Regions from separate parts of the Mus musculus genome. Here region 1 is linked to region 2. A link is a contact called in public ChIA-PET data. All regions are on one chromosome and are shown on one strand. Each heading gives the region's core, a stretch centred on a gene start, on an enhancer-like site or on the middle of the called end of the contact. The rest is flanking DNA. Distances are from core to core; before and after follow the strand shown. Region 1 holds the start of Trmt11 (tRNA methyltransferase 11). Region 2 overlaps Trmt11 (tRNA methyltransferase 11).

Region 1 (3,165 bases), core at 144-2,643, 50 kb before region 2:
TCCTTCAGAGTCAGAACCCAGAAAGGCAGATAGATCCAACAGAAAGTCCTTGTAGCTGGTTTGTAGGTACTACACTAGAGAGTGGGAATGCTGGGAAGTCAACGTCTATCCATCTCCTTGGCCCATCTCACTGCTGGGTAAAGCTTTTCAGGTGTATCCTGTTAGGGTAGGAGTGCCCATAGCCAGGTGAGTGAGTCCTCATCGATTCTCTAGAAGGAAACCCAATAAACTCATTGCTCATTGGAGTGAACTTTGGTGATAATGTGCCTTGTTTTGTTCTTGGGATTTTGGTAGACATGGTTGCTGTTGCTTACATTGTCCTCAGTGAAAGGATTTTTAACAACACTAACAAAGGCAAATCTCTCTTTAAAAAAAAAAAGCAGAAATTCTCATTTAAAACAACAAAAAACATTTCCCAATGCTATTTATTGGTCCCATGCAATAGAGTATACGTTGAAGTTTGAATATTGTAACACCTAGTACTTATAGCTATTATCTGTAGGATGCAATACTCCAGTTCTTAAAAGAATATTGAAGCTCACAGATGTTACAAAATTCGCTGAGAGCATAGGGATAATAAATGGAACTGAGGTTTGGGTAACAAGGGTCACCACTGTCTGTGTGCTGGCTGTCTTGATCACTACCAATAAGCATCAACTATATTTCTGGCACAGGATACTTGTATATGCTGTGCATTACCAAGGTGGAACACAAAACCCAAAAATACAGGCCTCAGCAGTACAAAGGGTTCAGTACTTTGAGCAGAAATGATACTTGTCGAGCTTATGTATAGGTAGCCATGTCTCTTGCAAACTGTTATGGTATTAGGCCCATCTGAGTAATTAGGGTAACTTTCACCAATGTTTTTAATCTACCACTGGCTGTGGATTTACTGTGTGCCTGGAACAACATAGCATAATTACGGAGTGCAAGTCTGAGGAAGGCTTTTGTTTGTTTGTTTGTTTCCATACAGAGCAACCCGAGATGGGTCCTTGACAGCTCTTGAAAAATTTTTGCAAAATCACTAAAAGTACACTCAGTGTTCAAGCAGGTGAGGCTGAATCTCGAACGATTAAGAGTCTACACTTAACAGTGAAGTTTTGGTCCAGTTTTGAGCTGAAGAACAGAGGGAGGAGTCAGAAGAACACTCCAAGTGGAGTATCCCTGGGGAACTGCGCGGGATCACTGCAGCCTGCCTCTTAAAACAATGCATCTCACAAGGGGAGCGTGCTAGGGTAGCCACAGACGGTGGGAACACCAGGATCTCACTCTTGCCCTTAGCGCCCCTTCCTAGAAAGTGCCACCCGCCAGTGTTCCTTGTCGTGCTTCCGTTTCCGGCTCCGGGATGAGGCTCGGCGGAAACTTGGCTCTAGGGAGGAGGAGGAGGGGGCGGGCCCGTGGAGGCCGCGCAGGCGCACGGTAGTAGCTGCAATGGCGCTGCCGGGCTCCTTGAATCGCTATCTCTTGCTCATGGCACAGGAGCATCTGGAGTTCCGCTTACCGGTGAGCCGTCCTGGGTGCTGGGCGCAGAGGCTCGCACTCCTCACGCGCCGGCTGGGGGGGGGGGGGGTCTCTGCGGGCAGCGGCGCGCGCCTGGATTGGGGCGGGGATGAGGCCGCTGGGCGGACCATGTCCCCGGCAGCCTTTCTCCAGGACGGAGCCTTGCCATTCACCCCTCTGCACGTGCTCCTGGCGCCGCAGTTAAGCAGGTGAACCTGACCCGACGCAGAATGGAGACATCCATGGGGGCTCTCGGTGGAGTGTGAGGAGTGTCGATATAGGTTCAGGCATGATGGAAGGCTTGGGGTGGAACTTAATAAAGTTGGGGAGGGGGAAGCTTTTTTATTTACTCAAGTGACATTTTCTACAGCGCCTGAAGTCGCGTGCACCGAACGGCAAGGATGCGCTGACTGACAGCTCTGCCCTTAAAGAGCGTAATGTTTACTTAGGCTCAGGACTAGCGGACGCGAGAGCATAGCCATAACTTTGTGAAGTGCAATGATGGAGGGTTCTTAGTGGGAACCTTTAAAGTATGGGGGCCTTTTAAAAAGGGAATCTTTGTCCATTGATGAATGAAGGATGTTGCCTTTCAAGGTGGGGGTGACATATGAGCTACAGTATTAGTTACCGGGGCCAAGGAAATAAGTCCATTAGAAGTATAAACTGTTGTTCGTTGCTCGTCACCAGCTACGTAGCAGAGTGGTAAAGAGAGAGAAGTAGGCTGATGGACCAGAGAAAACAGACTTGAGGACACTATAGCTTGGAAGAGGAATTAAACAGTTTAAAAGTAAAGAGGCAGAATTAGATTGTTTTTTAATAGAAAGTAAAATGAAGGAAGGACTCGAGAGCAATAAGACTGGAGTTAATAAGAATCTGTTGGAATATTAAATGATTAAGAAACTAATCTAGTGTCAGCAGTAAGAGAACAGGATAGAGTGGCAATGTAGGAGGTGAGAACAAATCTAGATTGTGATAAGCATTTCATTTTTCTGCGTAAGAAAACCTGGAAAGGATGAGATTTCTTCAACTTCATGTTTAAAGAGTGGTGAGACACTGGAACTGGAGAGTTGGCTCACTGGTTACGAACACTGCTCTTCCAGAGGACCTGAATTTGGCGCCCAGCAGCTGTGTCAGGATACTGCCTACAGCCATTGGTAACCCCAGCTCCAGGGGTGCCTACACTTCTGGCCTCCGTTGGCACAAGGCCTCCCTTACTTTTGTGAGTGTACCCACAGGTTTTAAAAAAAAAGTGCTAGGCCAAGTACAGATGCTTGGAAGCTTGGACATTAAAGGAAAACTGGCAGGAGACATGCAACATGTCAGACATAAGGACAGAGGTTTCCTCCTCCTTACGGGGATGAGTAGGAGTGAGTGTATGTGTTTTGTGGCTAAGATGGAGGTTCTGTCCCCACCTCTTACACATCTTTTCATTCTGGGATATCCATGCAATTTATTTTCACCATTCACCCCCAATTCTTGCTAAAACCAAACACCTTCTAGTACAAGAAACAACTTGATGCATACATACCCAAAGAGAACTAGAGGTGGCATTTGTTGCTCACATCTCCCATTGTTTGTGATTTGGAGTAGGAAGTGATGGTATCACTCCCTCCTGATGGCCATGGTCATGGTGTAAAGACCTTCTGGAAGGGAGGGAAGGAGAGT
Region 2 (3,231 bases), core at 597-3,096:
GACAGCTTTCACAGCATTTCCTGTACAGTAAAAGTCAAGGATTTAAGCTAACTATATTTCCAAAGACCTTAAAAAGTAGCCACTGTACATTTCTTCAGTAACTTTTCTAATAATTTATACAAGGAAAAAGGGGAAAAATGCCCAGACCCTTATAGCTACAAGGATGTTTAAAAGTAGACTGTAATCCTAGTATTCAGGCTCCTGAGGCAGGAGGATCTCAAGGTTGAGGCAGCCTGGGCTACATAGTATGTTTCAAGCCAGCATGAGCTTCCTGGGTATAAAACTTAGTATCAGTTTCTCCTTTTTTTGTTTTGTTTTAGTTTTTTGGGTTTTTTTTTTTTTTTTTGCAAGTTTTCTTTTTGAACAAGCTATTCTAATCACCATTTTTCCTTCACCAACTCCTCCCAGATCTTTCTCACCCATGTCCCCGCACCCTTTCTTTCTCTCTAGAAAACAATTAGGCAAACAAACCATCATTTAAAAAAAAATAAGGAAGAAAAGAAAGGCACAGGAAATGCATAAACCACAAAATTGGAAACCATGGTGTATATGCAAAAGAATAGTAAGACACACACACAAAAAGCCCAAACAAGACTAAATATTGATATATTTATAGAACAGAACTTTATTCAGCTGTTAAATAAAATTACGAAATATGCGAGTAAATGGAGGGAACTAGAAAAAAAGTCCTCCTGACTGAAGTAACCCAGACCCCAAAAGACAAATAGTATACGTTTTCTCTCATATGTGGATGTTAGGTTACCGTTTAAGCATTCGATGAACATGCTACAAACTGTATAACCATAGAGGTTAGGTACAGAGTAAGAGACAAGTGGGAAGGTGGGGCAGGGAAATCTCTCAAGGAAGGGGAAATAGGGCACACATTTGGGATTGGAGCAGGGGATTAAATGGGGGGAGAGATGGAAGAAAGGAAAGGGGAGGGATATGGAAAGGAGCAACTAACACTTAGAGGTGTTTGAGAGTCATGTGAAAACTGAAGAAGCTTAAATTGTTTACACACATAAGAGACGTCTAAAAAGTATCACCAAATAACAGGGGTGACTGTACCCCAACGAGACGTGAGTGCCAGGAATAAGGTAGAGCTAGTTTGTGTTCCTTTGTAGACGTTTCATTTGAGGATAGATTTCTCCCAGCTGTGTAGCTAGCTCAAGTGGGAAGAGTACTGTGGAAATCTACTGGTTGATTTGTGTCAGTTATTTCCAGATCCTCCCATGCTCATTATTAGATCTCTGTTGTCTCTTCACTACATTCTGATATTGGTGGGTTTAATATTCATGGCTTCCTCTGGCTGAAACGAAACTGAAACAGAGCAGAGATTCGTCTCAGAGCTGCAGAGCTCCTGAGTGAGTCCACTTGCTTGCTCAGGTTCCACAAATCCATGGAGCTTTTGTTATCTAATTTCTTTTTGCCAACTGTTAAACTGTCTAGAAATGTTCTTTGTGGAAGATAGAAATCCAGCTGCTGGTGTTACTGATAGAAGTGACAGCAAGGCCAGCAAGGTGGCTTGCTACGTTGCACAGGCCCGGTGACCCAGAGTTTGATTCCACAGACACCATGTTGTAGAAGGAGAAGATTCCTGAAAGTTGTTCTCCAAGCTCAGCAGGTGTGTGTGGCACCTGTATGCACATGTTCATGAAATAAAGTTTTAAAAAGGAATATGATTAACATACATATATCAAAAATTTCTATTATATCCCATAACCATATGTTCAAATTATCAGTTAAAATAAAGTGTGGGCGCTAGCAGCATGGCTTACCAGTTACGAGTGCTTGCTGTTCTTCCAGCAGACCTGAGGTCAGTTCCCAGAACCTCCACGGGGCTGCTCATCACTAGCTTCCTCCAGCCCTGGGCCTTCTGTGGCCTCTGAGGAAACCCACACACAGGTAGCAAACATACACGGAGACACATAAAATATAAATGATGTCCAAGGAGCTTAATAACATGTCTCAAGATTTTAGGAATATATTTTAATGTATTCAGTAGATTTATGGAAGAGAACATCTTTTTGTCCTTATCTAGGAAACAAAGAATGATTCAGTTCAGTGGTCAGTAAATTTGCAGTCTGTTTTTCAGGCGGGAGGTGAAATATATAACATTTAGAAAGAACTTAACATTTTATAGGAAGAAGAGTGACTGAGAAGTGACTCATGGAAGAGCTAGAGGCTTATGTGTATAACTAGTTTTGCTTTTAGAAACCTCTTGGATATCATTTGCATTCATGCATTTCCCACTATACACTTCTCTTTCCTGTGGTTTGTAGTATTTCCACAAAATTGTGCAACCGTCCCACTATAAAGACAACCGCCCCACAGGAAACGTCATTTACTCCCAAAGAAACCCCCAAGTGGAGTTACCCCTCCTCCTGCCTTTAGCAACCACTGATCTAAATCTGTGTGGTTTGCCTGTTTGGTCTGATTTCAGTTTTAAATAGGTAACTTAAGTTACAGGGAAACAGTAATAAAATCAGAGTTAGGTATTAATATAATTGTCTAGGCAAAGTACAGATTTAATAGTTGGCAAACAGTCCACTAATACGGAATTCCGTATACACTGAAGATGTTTTTAAGCTACTATTCAAATTTTCAGTATTATTTTGGACATATGTTTTCCATTGATTTGGTCATTCATATATAAAGTTAGTCCTCTATACCTGTGGTTTCTATATCTGGATTCAGCCAATCTTCAATGAAAAATTGAATTTGGAGTATAATAGTTTTACACATACTAAACCTAAGACTTTTTATTCTTACCATTTTCACAGTAATTCAGTATAGCAAGTACCATTTATATTTGTGTTAGGTATTCTGAGTAATCTAAAGATGATTTAAAGGATACAGGAGATTATACATAGATTATGCAAATGTCTCCCAACTTGCTGTTAGGTATTCTGAGTAATCTAAAGATGATTTAAAGAATACAGGAGATTATACATAATTATGCAAATGTCTCCCGACTTGCCGGACTCTTTGGATTACTGTATAGGGTAGGAGGTGTCCTACAGCCAGTCCATAGATACAGCGGACTGTAAGAGGCTAATGAGAAAGGAGGTTTCTCACAGTAATGTTGGGAGTCCAAAATAAAAAACCAACCTCCAAATATCTTTATATGCTGTCGAACAAATCCTGTGGTTTGTGCCTACCATACCCTACTCAAAAGAGAAAGCTAGCTACTGGCAACTTTGTTTGAGCAATACTAGCATTATTCATGTC

What was found. ChIA-PET counts read pairs in DNA pulled down with a chosen protein or histone mark.
Region 1: an RNA polymerase II ChIA-PET map of memory CD8 T cells shows a contact between it and region 2, with 43 read pairs. The contact joins the promoter of Trmt11 here to the enhancer-like site in region 2. A contact is called at or near these places in 2 of 39 promoter capture datasets (3T3-L1-derived adipocytes and macrophages), 7 of 484 Hi-C or Micro-C datasets (the C10 cell line, the MPC-11 cell line, embryonic stem cells and 4 more), 6 of 115 datasets of contacts at active chromatin or transcription factors (CD8 T cells, the SCID.adh cell line, effector CD8 T cells and 2 more) and 2 of 9 other capture datasets (embryonic stem cells and liver).

Annotation. Positions count from the first base shown.
Region 1 is chr10:30,598,928-30,602,092 of GRCm38.p6, reverse strand. Trmt11 (tRNA methyltransferase 11) reads left to right here and starts at 1,393. Exons shown (of 13, transcript NM_028604.3): 1 at 1,393-1,503. The coding sequence starts at 1,432.
Region 2 is chr10:30,549,271-30,552,501 of GRCm38.p6, reverse strand. All of the region lies in intron 11 of Trmt11 (tRNA methyltransferase 11), which reads left to right. Among named protein-coding and RNA genes, the nearest start is that of Trmt11, 50 kb to the left of the region's middle. Within about 2 kb of position 1,846, at least 20 of the 459 cell types and tissues checked have an H3K27ac peak or open chromatin away from gene starts, as enhancers often do. A contact at or near this core is called in memory CD8 T cells, where this site is marked.